2 separate regions of the Mus musculus genome follow, and region 2 is linked to region 1. The links are chromatin contacts, called in public promoter capture Hi-C maps. All regions are on one chromosome and are shown on one strand. The core of a region is the stretch at or near the end of the contact, and the rest is flanking DNA. Distances in the headings are between cores, read along the strand shown. Region 1 overlaps Rbms2 (RNA binding motif, single stranded interacting protein 2). Region 2 holds the start of Slc39a5 (solute carrier family 39 (metal ion transporter), member 5).

The links. Promoter capture Hi-C pulls out the DNA fragments that hold promoters and counts their contacts.
Region 2: a promoter capture Hi-C map of embryonic stem cells shows a contact between it and region 1, with 2.9 times the contacts expected there. The contact joins the promoter of Slc39a5 here to the enhancer-like site in region 1. A contact is called at or near these places in 3 of 39 promoter capture datasets (the C10 cell line, embryonic stem cells and hippocampal neurons), 3 of 484 Hi-C or Micro-C datasets (B cells and embryonic stem cells) and 4 of 9 other capture datasets (adipose tissue, embryonic stem cells, liver and 1 more).

Annotation. Positions count from the first base shown.
Region 1 is chr10:128,137,219-128,142,821 of GRCm38.p6, forward strand. Rbms2 (RNA binding motif, single stranded interacting protein 2) reads right to left here. Exons shown (of 13, transcript NM_019711.2): 6 at 900-979; 7 at 702-811; 8 at 443-489; 9 at 256-349. Among named protein-coding and RNA genes, the nearest start is that of Gm51821, 14 kb to the left of the region's middle. Within about 2 kb of position 3,528, at least 9 of the 459 cell types and tissues checked have an H3K27ac peak or open chromatin away from gene starts, as enhancers often do. A contact at or near this core is called in embryonic stem cells, where this site is marked.
Region 2 is chr10:128,397,871-128,404,033 of GRCm38.p6, forward strand. Slc39a5 (solute carrier family 39 (metal ion transporter), member 5) reads right to left here and starts at 3,354. Exons shown (of 12, transcript NM_001136237.1): 1 at 3,300-3,354; 2 at 2,564-2,657; 3 at 1,934-2,286; 4 at 1,402-1,582; 5 at 535-697; 6 at 198-367. The coding sequence starts at 2,217. It overlaps Nabp2 (nucleic acid binding protein 2), which reads right to left. Exons shown (of 7, transcript NM_027257.2): 7 at 3,525-4,053. The coding sequence ends at 3,854.

The sequences.
Region 1 (5,603 bases), core at 2,278-4,777:
ATATACACATACAGGAATAATATATATTATTATATATTATATATTACACACACACATATACATCTATATATACACACACACATATACATATATATATATATATATACACATATATATATATATATATATATATATATACACACACATAAAAATCACATGTTATGCTCCAACATACCATTTCTTTGTGTGTACTATATAGAAAAGCTTTACATTCGTTCACTTAACACACACAGTAGGAAAAGCCTCACACCTCACCTGATAGGAAGACACAGGAGATGGAAGATACGGGGCTAGCGCAGATTGAGCAAGCATCCTGCTGTGGGCGATACTGTAAGGAGCTGCGTAGAACCTGCAGGAGAGGCCTTTGTTCAGTGAGAAGCCTCGGGGAGCCAGAGCCACCTCCACTAACTGCTGTTTGAAAATTAGAATGAAACACCCTTACCCATTCTGAAGGGCAGCAGTGGGGTCATAGGTCAAGGCCATACCGCCCTGTAAGAAAGAAGGTAGTGTCCATATTGCCAGCCCAGAATACCCACATGTCCCATGACAGGTTTTGGGGACTGCGCTAAAGAGCGAGTAGACACCAGGGCTCAGCCACACATCTTACTCTCAAGCTTCCCACCTACACGCACAGAAGCCAGGCTGCGCCATTTCCAACTCTAATGCTCTCAGGGTTCGTGCTTCCTCGGGGATCTTTTTACCATGTCTCCGTTCCTTGGCCAGGCCCGTCCATTTTGCACGTATCTTCCTTGGCTCTGTCGTTTCTTTGGCCCACCGTCAGCAAATTTGCAAAGCAAAGGGTCAGAAGGTGCTGTCAAGAGAAAACATACACAGTTGCTGGGCCACGGGGCAGTACCCATTCCTCCAATGGCTCCCAGCCCGAGTCCCAGAGGCCTCACCTGCTACTCCAGGGGGTGTCTTTATATACTTTCCATTAAAGTGGGTGATGATGGCTTCACACTTCTCTGTTGACTCCATCCTAAGACGCACATGAGGAGTAAGACCACCTGTCCGGGATATGTGTCCTACACATACTCACAGGCTCCTAGACCCACAAATACTGGAGAATGTTTATGTCCTACATGTTCATTTCGAGGCACCTAGCTTTCCTTTTTATTTATTTTTTTAAACACAGGCTATCTCTCTGTGTGTGTATTTTATATATACCTCTGCCTGGCCTCAAACCCTGTGTCTGAGAATGGCTTTGATCTGATTCTCCTGCCTCAGTGTTACAACTGCAGAAAAGTTCTACCGTGTCTGACTGCTATGGAGTGCTGGAAGTTGTCATGCAGGGTGAGCCCGCACTCGCTGACTGAGTAGCCCAGGCCCTAATGGTGAGCTGATGAGATGGTTCAGTGGATAATGGCATTTTTTTCAGCAGGCCCAACGACTTGAGTTCCATCCCTGGAACCCACATGGTATAAGGAGAGAGCCAACTCCTGATAGTTGTCCTCTGACCTCCACACATGCACTGTAACACACAAACATGCACATATGTACATAAGAAATAAACGTAAAGTTTTTTCAGTGGTCATGGAACTATTTTTTAAAAATTCCTAATGATGTCAGCATGATGGCGCATGACTTTGACCTCAGTGCTCGAGAAGCAGAGACTGGTGTCTCTCTGAGTGTTCCAGACCAGCCTGGGTCTACTTATCAAGTTCCAGGCCAGCTGGGGCTACAATGACACTGTCTCAAAAAAGAAAAAAAAAAAAAAGAAGTGAAGTGAAGTGGAGAAATGGCTCAGTGGGTAAGAGTACCTATTGCTCTTGCAGAGGACCCAGGTTCTGGTGCAAGTACTAACAGGATACCTCACAACCATGTGTAATAACTTACAGTGGATCCAATGCCCTCCTCTGACCTCTGAAGATAACAGGCTCACACTTGGTGCACATAAATGCATGTACACAGAAGACTCTTACACATACAAGTAAATATTTAAAGGAGAGAATTGACTCCTGTGAGCTTCCTCTGGCCTCCACAGAAATGTGATGCCATATTTGTTCTCCCCCCATGAATTGATAAATAAATGCCTTTTTTTTTTTTTTTTTTTTTCAAAGCAGAGTTTCTCTGTGTAGACCTGGCTGCTCTGGAACTCACTCTGCAGATCAGGCTGGCCTTGAACTCAGAGACCCACCTGCCTCTGCCTCCTGAGTGCTGGGATTAAAAAGGTGTGCAGCCACTACTACCTGTCATAAAGAAATGCTTTTTAAAGGGTGTGAGGGCTCTTGCCCCATACGTGATACAGAGGGGGAAAGCACAAGAAAAGAATGAAGGTGTAGGTACCAGTGGCCGTTCACCACCCAAGGCTCTGTAAGTCAGAGCACTCAGGAAAAGTGACCACATCCTCGTCTATGCACCAGCTACAGCTTCCTTCCGAAGTACAGACTGCTGAGCGGTTCCTGCTTGTTTCTGATTTTCTGAAATGGGAATCTTGTTGTATAGCCCCTGTCTCAGTGTTCACATGCTGGGATTTCAGCAGCTCTATACTTGGACTGGCAAGATGGCTCAGCAGATCAGAGAGCTTGCTGCCAAGTCTAATGACATGAGTTTGATCCCTGGAACCGACATGGTAAAGGAGAAAAATTGATTCCTAAAAGTTGTCCTCCATACACACACACACTCACAAATTAACAAATAAAATGTAATAGAAACATAAATGAGGGCCAGAGAGATGGCTCAGCAGTTAAGAGCACTGACTCTTCCAGAGGTCCTGAGTTCAAATCCCAGCAACCACAGGGTGGCTTACAACCATCTGTAATGAGATCTGATGCCCTCTTCTTCTGGTATGTCTGAAGACAGCTACAGTGTACTTACATATGGTAAATAAATTTAAAAAAAATAATAAACAAAACACAGGCAGTTATTTAATCCCAGCTGCTGGTGAACTATGTGAAGAACTGCCTGTATTGGGTTTAACTGTGAGCTTGTCAGCATGTCTCCCAGGGACTGTCTTCCATTAATTCACTTGGGTGGCACCATTCCCTAGGCAGGGACTGTTCCCTAGATGGGGGCCCTAAGCTGTGTCAGAGTGGAGAAGGCAAAGTGAGCCTAAACGGGCAAGCAAGCATGCATGAACTCATCCTGTCCTGGGTTCTGTCCGACAGGGCCTCTCAGTATAAGCTTTTTCAGCCTGGAACTGACTCTATTCACCAAGCTGTCCCTTCCACTCCACCCACTTCTGCCTCTTGAGTGCTGGGATTACAGGGACCACCACACCCTCCTTCCTAAGTATCCTTTTGTCCCGGTGTTTAAGCACAGTAACAAAAATGGAACCAGGACACATCACAAAAGAAAAAGGGCCAGGCGTGGTGGCGCACGCTTTTGATCCTAGCACTCGGGAGGCAGAGGCAGGCAGATTTCTGAGTTGGAGGCCAGCCTGGTCTACAGAGTGAGTTCCAGGACAGCTAGGGCTACACAGGGAAACCCTGTCTCGAAAAGCAAAACAAACAAGCAAACAGTGTGTGAGCCGAAAGTGGAAGAACACAAGTCCAAGACTCTTCCTCTTGTATTACCCAAGGTTGACATTAGGTGGCGCTACGCAGACTGAGCCTATTCAGAACTAGTATTTTTCTAGCCACAGCCTCTATTTTATTGGAGAGGCTGTTCTTTGAGACGGTATCTCACATAGTCCAGGGGCTCCCCATCCTCTTCCAAATGTCAGGATTGTGATGGGCCAAGATAACCCACTTCACTCCCAGTCTGAGCAGGCTAAGAGACTGAAACACAAAACCCAGACCTTTAAGCTAAAAACAATTAACAACTAACAGACTCTCCTCTCAAGTGAAACTCACTTGTTTGATTTTTCAATATTTTATTTATTTGTTTGTTTATTGAGCTAGGGTCTCACTCTCAATTCGGCAGGTCTTGAATTCCAAGTGATCCCTCTCATCTGAGCTACAGATCAGGCCTTGAATAGTTTGTTGTTTTGGTGTTTGTTTGTTTGTTTGTTTGTTTCAAGAGAAGAGTTTTTCTGTGTAACAGAGCCTTGGCTGGCCTGGAACGTGATCTATAGACCAGGCTGGCCCTGAACACATAGAGATCCTCCTGCATCTGCCCTCTCAACCACTGCTTGACTTCCACTGTTGATTTTGAGACAGACTCTTAAAAAAAACAAAAGCAAAAACAAAAACAAAAATCAACTTGGGCTGACTGTAAACAGTCTATGTACAACTTTCCAAGCACAAGGGTTACAGGTGTGTACAAACTTTGAGGGGTTCACCTTCAACTTCTGATTCTCCTGCCTCCACAACCCAAGTGCTAAAATGTCATTAGATACCCATTTTATTCCATGCTGTAGATCAAATTTTGGGGGGGGGGGTCCCATGCCTACTAAGCAAGCACTCTACCCACAGAGCTACATTACCACCCTGTCTTGAGCTTGGACTCATGATGTAGTTAGTGCTGGCTAGCCTGGAACTCACATTCTTTCAGATATGGCCACTTTGAACTTGCAGAGATTTTCCGCCACTCAAAACAAAAAGTCTTTGCAACAATGTTTCACATGTATTTATTTTGTATGTGTTAGCATTCTCTCTAAGATCCATCCCACAGTTACCTGGCAACAGCCAGGGATGCTCCACCCCACAGTACCTGGCAACACCCAGGGATGCCTGATGAGCTGCTTGCTCCCTCTTGCTCATGTTCTGTCCTCTCCTCTCTCTCCTCCCTCCCCTCCATCTCTCCACGTGCTCATGGCAGCCTCTTCTCCTCTACTTCTTCTCTTCTCTTCTCCTCTACTTCTCTTCTCTTCTCTCTGCCTTTCTCTGCCTCTACTACCCTCTTAACTCCCCCCTCCCATGCCCTTAATAAACTCTATTACTATACCATCATGTGGTTGCTCCCTCAGGGGGAAGGGATGCCTCAGCATGGGCCCACCAAGGTACCCCCTCCCCCCCATACCTGACTATACCTCCATAGAACATAACTCCCCCCCCCACTTTCTTTGTCTTTTTATAAAAACATCAGTATGTGTGTGTAGTCATGTGAGTGGTGGGGGGGGGTCAAACATGTTGGCAGGCTTCAACAGCAAGCATCTTTACGTGCTGATCAACCATGTAAGCACCCAAGCAAAATCTTTTTTAAAAAAGTAAGTCATTTTTAGGTAGGCTAAGATCAGGTGAAGCTCCATGACACATGAGCCCAGGAGAGGGCAGCCTAGAGAAGGAGAGATCTGGGTAATCAAACTCCACAGAGAACGCTAAAGCTCAGCAATGTCCTACAACACAGGGCAGCCACTGCACAGGTTGTTCTAGGATAGAAGTCTCCCTGAAGATCCAGAGAGCATAGCAAATCTTCCACTTCATCCTACTGATCTGAGGACTAGGTCCAGGCCTGACAGAGTTTAAATGAGGTGTGGAGTGGGAATGGTCAGCTGTAAGGGCACAGAATCGGACGAACAAAAGCTAGGTTAGCAGAGGCAATGGGAAAGGAAGCCGAAGGACATCCATGAGGTGAGGCGTGGTGGAGCATGCCTAGAATCCCAGCGTCTGGGAGGCAGAGGCAGGAGGATTGCAGGCAGTTTTTGTTATGTGCCAGGCCCTTAGTTTAATATTCAACACACACACACACACACACACACACACACACACACACACGATTTA
Region 2 (6,163 bases), core at 2,104-4,603, 260 kb after region 1:
ACCCAATAGCATCCCCTCCTCCCAGCAAGCTTTTTACTCATGCATCCTAGAAGAAGACAGCTGTGGCTGAAGCCCCCGGGCGGGGGGGGGGGGTCAGGATGTGGGAGCTGACAGAGGGACAAGGGCTGTGGCTAGAAACACAGGGCCCCATGGCCAGTTACCACAGGGTCAGGCTGTGAGGATGGAGGTTCACATACATGTGGGAGCAGGTGTAGCAGGGCATCCCCACAGAGAGTACCCACGGCCAGGGCCCCCAGGAAGCCCAGCACTGGCCGCAACAGACGAGGTCCCAGGAGCCGCAGCAACAGCAGAGAGAGGGGAGCAGGGAGGCTGAGGAACAGGACTGCCAGGCCACTGTGAAGCAGGGCTGGGGAGAATTGGGCCTGTTAGGGCAGGGCTGGTCCAGAGGCAAAACATGGACACAGATACATACACTCACGGGAGGTTGGACCCCTATCAGTGCCCCCCCCCCTTAGCAAGGGACCCACTCCCTACCATGATGCAGGGTGTTGCCCACCCCACTCATCCACTGACCAGACAGTACATCCCCCGGAGGTGCTGGAGCTGGGGTTTTGATGCAAACACGGCTGTCAATCTGATAAAGCAGGGCTGGGCACAGCAGAGCGAACTGACGAGGGGTCAGAGGAGCAACAGGGCTCAGTCCAAAATTGACCAGCAGCTGGGAGCCATTCAGACACTGGAGATTTTGAGGGGAAGGCCATGTATTAGGGAGTCACTGTGAACTACAACCCAAGTCTTGACATCTGTTCTTCCATCAAGTCCCAGGTCCCATTGGCTCATACTGGCACATGCATCAGAGACTGGGGACAGGGGACTTAATGTGTGTTAATCCCTGGTGATTATCCAATCCAATGTAAGTATTCGACATATATTTCTTAATTTGCTAGAGAACGCTGCTGTCATCTCCCTCTTATGCCCTAAGAATTTCCTGTGTTAGCGATGAGCTACTTTGGCCACTAGACAAGAAACCTGACAATGCCGTCCATCTTTAGTCAACACCCCACCATGGGTTGATCCAGCCTAGGCTGGAGTGCTTCTTTTGATAGGGCATGCCACCTGATCACAGGGTCCGGCAGCTTTGTCTGCCACCTTGTGTGTGTAGAACAAGGAACAGACGGACTGTTTCAGATGGATATACCATCATCTCCAGGACACTTTTCCACATAACCATCCCCACAGCCTAACCCTGAGATACTTCCCTGGATTGTGCGTTTGCTAAGTGACACCTCTGAATTTGGTGAGCCTGCGCTAAGGTTAAAGGGAACACTGAGTAGCTATTCGTTTACTGACTCTTCATGTACTTCAAGCCCCCTAAAGGGCCAAATACTTCAGGCCACCTACTCCCATGGTTCCTTCTCCTGTCTAGAGACTCAGACTTACATCCTCATTCAGATGGTCAGCCAACGAATGGTCCAACAGCAGAAGCCTCTGGAAGAGGTCTAGGCTCGAGGGCCCTGACCCGTGCAGGTCAGGAGCCTTTGATTCCTCCTGGTCACCCCAACCTGAAGGGCCCAGAGGCATTCCTGCCCAGATGTCCACACTCAGCTCCGGCTCTTGCAGCCTACATTAGATGGATTAGCAAGCAAGTCAGACTTACTCAAGTTCCCTGACACCTGCCCTGAGCTGTCACCTGGAAGGTTTGGCGAAGGAAAGACAACCACAGTCAGTCCTGGGAAGACCTGAGAGCTGTCATTTGTAAGAGAACCTAAAGTGGGTGGCTGTGGGCTCGACAGGGAAAGCCTGGAAGTACCGAGAGCTAGGACTTCTGGAGAATTGAAGCTAATAGAGGTGAGCAGTTGGTGTGAGAGGATTTGTAACTCTGGGGATTCATGCACTGGGCAGCTGGAGCCTAAGCAGGCACTGAGCGGAACCAGGAGATGCCACATTTTGTGTTTGGGAGAGAGATTAATACCTGTGTGTGAAATTGTCTCCACTTGTGGGTGCAGCCCGCCCAGTTGGAGGCTCATGGTGTCCCAGACGGAGCCCCTGGACTCGGCCTAGTCCTAGGCTGTGGAGAAGCCGCGCCAGGCCCCCTGCAGTCAGTGTCCCGTTCTCTCCATATAGACCAAACAACTGGGCCAGGTAGTGGTTCTGTTCCTGTTCAGCTGGGCCCAGGTTTGGGACGGAGCCTCCTACCCAGCCCAAGGCCACCCCCACACATAGGCCAGTCAGCAGATGATGTACTGGGGGCCCCATCACTAGGGCTATGGTTAGAGGCTCTGTTTCTGACTTCTATTTCCTTTGAGACATCCTGAGGACTGTACCCTAGAACAAGGAGGAGGGGTGGGGTCAGAGCTGCTGTCCCTCAGCTGAGAGCTAGGGAGATGTTCTTACACTTACCACCGCTTACTGAGTCTGTCTGCAGCTTCTGCAGGCTCAGGCGTTCTCTGCCCCTCCCTTCTGCCTTCTGGAGCAGCCTCCTGACCCCAGAGCTCTCCTTACACCTGGTCCCGAGACAACCCACCTCTCAAGCTTGTTCCGCCTCCCTATTCCCTCTCCATATTCAGGGCCTCACCCCTACTGGCAGTGTGAGAGCTGTCACCTCAGGTCCCTGGAAGGCCTCACTGTGGACCTTAGGAGATCCGAGGGAAGGAGCTCAGCCTTCAGATGCAGTGGAAGCCACGTCACAAGGAGGGCTGAAATGGATAGGTTTCCCCTTAGCCCACCTGCTCTGGGGCGGAGTCAGGGGTGGGGCAAGTGTGGGAAGGTTCATATAGGAGTTAATGGTTCACTGGTCTCTGGGATGGGGGGGGTCAAAAGTCAGTCTCTGCAGGGCCTTGACTGGGGAGGGGCCACCCTCTGCCCTGAAGAAGCCACATGGTTAAGAACTTGTGCTCAGTTTTTTCCTCTTAAATATTTTATAGCCCATAAGCCATTCAGCGCCACCCAAGCCTTTTCCTAAACGTACCCTCCCCACATTCCTAACATCTGGTCCTGAGCTGCGTCTGTTTCCAACCCCATCCCCACATTCCCTGGAGAGTTGAGCCAAGGTGCTCCTAAACTGGGAGTTAGAGGGAGAGGCAGATAAGTGGCAATTCCAGATGCATTTAGGAAAGTGACTTCAGTGATGCCCACCCTGGGAAGTGTAAGAAAAGAGCTGTGATTCCCCGACTCCAGCAAGCACTAACCGTCAGCACCCCCCAGCTCTATAATCAATGAACGAGAAAGAGGAAGCCCTGTTGAGGAAAAGAAGCCAGAACAGGGCTCCCCTCTGACATCTGACCTGGCTTACAATCAGGGGGTCAGTGAGTGGCCCGGGGGGTTGGGGTTAGCATTACCTGACGGCAGGACAGGAGACACAAAAGACACCAAGAGGAAGGGGGACCCAGCCTTCTTGTGGGAGGCAGGCTGGACAAGGGTCACCTGGAGGGAGGGGGTAGGGGAGGGACACTACCTTAAAGGGGCAGGCTTGCTTTGCCAAAGGCCTCCTTGCCTGGGCACTACAATTCCCTAAGTGCACACCTGCTAACCTCTTTCCTATGAGAGAAACACAGACTCCAGAATGAGTGGGAACATTTATTAGGAAGGAGGGATTTCAGTTAGACCCTTATTTCCCACACAAAAACCACACTGTCTTTTCCAAAGGAGGGCAGGCAGAGGACCCTGGATCCCAGGGGATAGACAGCATCAGCAGGACAGGGGTGGGGTGGGGCGTGAGTTTGAGGTGGATAAGGCTGCTGCTTCCAACCCCTCCAGGGAAATTTAGTGGCTAAAACACAGCTACTTTATCCTCTAATCCCAAAGCCAGCAGCCTGATAGAAGACTGTCTTGTTCTCTGGCAGAGACGCCTGGATCATGGTTGTGGTGGAAGGAAGGAGAGACTCATCTCTTGCTATCTCTTGCTGCTTCTTCGGGTTTCTTTGCCGTTGCTGACAGGGTTGCTGGAGGGGCCAGGAGGGCCGGAAGGCGTGTGGTTGGGTTGACTTCGAGTGATTCGGGTGCTGGGGGGATGTGAGGGGGTGTGAGAAGGATGGGGGCCACCCACAGGACCTAGCTGGGTGCTCAGTCCATTTCCGTTCTGGTTCTCGGAAGCTAGTTGTGGGAGAGGAAGAAACAGAGTTAGGTAGTTAAGGTAAGAAAGGGTCTGTCTTCAAAGCCCACTTCCATGCCCCAGAGAGTGGATGAGTCTTCACCAAGCACAACTGCGTGAATGCTGACCAGGTACAAAAAGACTATGGGTTTTGAATAAGAATGGGATCCTAGCCGGCATGGTGGCGCACGCCTTTAATCCCAGCACTCGGGAGGCAGAGGCAGGTGGATTTCTGAGTTCGAGGCCAGCCTGGTTGGGACCCTAGCACTGATAATTTTAACTGTCAATTTGGTACAATCTAGAGTCTGCTAGGGAGAGTCAGTGAGGGGCTTGTCTACATTGGCTGGTCTGTAGGGGATTGTAATTAACTTAATTTTGCAGGAAGACCTAGCCCAACTGTAGATGGCCCTATTCCCTAGGCAGGTGGTCCTGAATAGAGTACAAAAAGCTATGGGCTAAAAGTATGAATGGGGCCCCTCAATAATTTTGGAAGTTGCTCCATGAACCACATATGTGTGTGTGTATAATTTTATATTATATAAATACAACATATTTATCTTAGGTATCTCTGTGTCATTGGAAATCAGACCCAGATTTAGTTCAAGGCTCAAAGCTCTCTGAAAAAATGTCCTATGGCCCAAGATGCCTGTAAAGCTGGAGAAGCACAGGAAGAAGAGCTATAGTTTCTCTTTAAATGGAAAGGGGCTGGGTCTATCATGTGGGAAGTTAGTGCTTGGGTTAGATACCCAGCACTATAATAAAATGAAAAATACATCCGGGAACTGAACCCCTCTGCCACTGACTGAGCCACTTAGCTACACATCACCCCCCAACTGTGTATATTTTGTGTTTACTCCTGTGTGTGTGTGTAGCTAAGTGTACACGCACGCACACACACACACATATATAACCTTCAGGAGTTGGTTGTCTCCTTCTGCCATGTGGATGTTCTGGGAATTGAACTCAGGTTGTCAGGCTTGATGTCAAATACCCATTCCTGCTGAACCACCTTGCCAATCCCTACACCCATATATTTTAAACATTTTAAGGGAGCTGGGAGTGTGAGATGCCTTCACTCTGGCAACTGTATGCTAGGATTACCCCTCCCCCCCCCCACACACACATACCTATTGCAGCGTATTATAATCCTTACTCCTGCAGAGACTGAAAGGCAGGTGCTGTGTTTTATTCCTTGACATATACATAGAGTAGGTGCTCTACTGAGTCCTAGTAGACAGAAACAGGACTGTCTCTGGTGTACAAAGGCATTGCTGACCGTCAGTGATGTGGAGACTAGTTCTCAAACCATATTCCCACTCAATTCTCTGTTCTACTGGTCTAAGCTATCTGTAGCCTAGATGGAAGGGAAAAGCCCTTTCCTCAGTTCATAGATAAAGCAAATATGTACATCGCAATGTTAAGATTTTGTTCTATATATTAAAAAAAAAAAAAAAAACAACAGACAACTTTTGGGGGCTGGGGAGATGGCTCAGCAGTGAGGAGCACTGGCTGCTCTTGTAGAAGATCCAGGTTCAGTTCCCAGCACCCACATAGGAGTTCACACATCTGTAACACTAGTTCCGTGGGACCCAGCATCCTCCTCTAGCCTTCACAGGTCCCAGGGAAACAGACGGTGCACAGACATGCATATATTCAGGCACCTACACACTTTTATTTTGCGCAGGGTGGTGCCACAGGCCTTTAATCCCAGCACTCAGGAGGCAGAGGCAGGTGGATCTTTGAGTTCCAGGGCAGCCTGGTCTGCAGAGGCAGGGCAGCCAGGGCTATACAGAGAAACCCTGTCTCAAAAAAAAAAAAAAAAAAAAAAAGTATCTGGGGACTAAGGATCATATTGAGTGGTGGTTAGGTCTGTCACCTTGATACAGACTAGAATCACCTGGGAAGAGGCAGGAAGGACTGCTGAGTTGGTTGGTCCGTGGGCTTATCTATGGGGGATTGTAATTAATTATGCGGGAAGACCCAGCACACTGCGTGGCATCACTCAGTGAGAAACTGAGCTGAGCACAAGCAAGCGTGAATTCGTTTTCTCTGCTCCTGACCGTGCTTGCACTGTGACCAGCTCTGTCCACCGCAGGGATGGACTGCATGTAA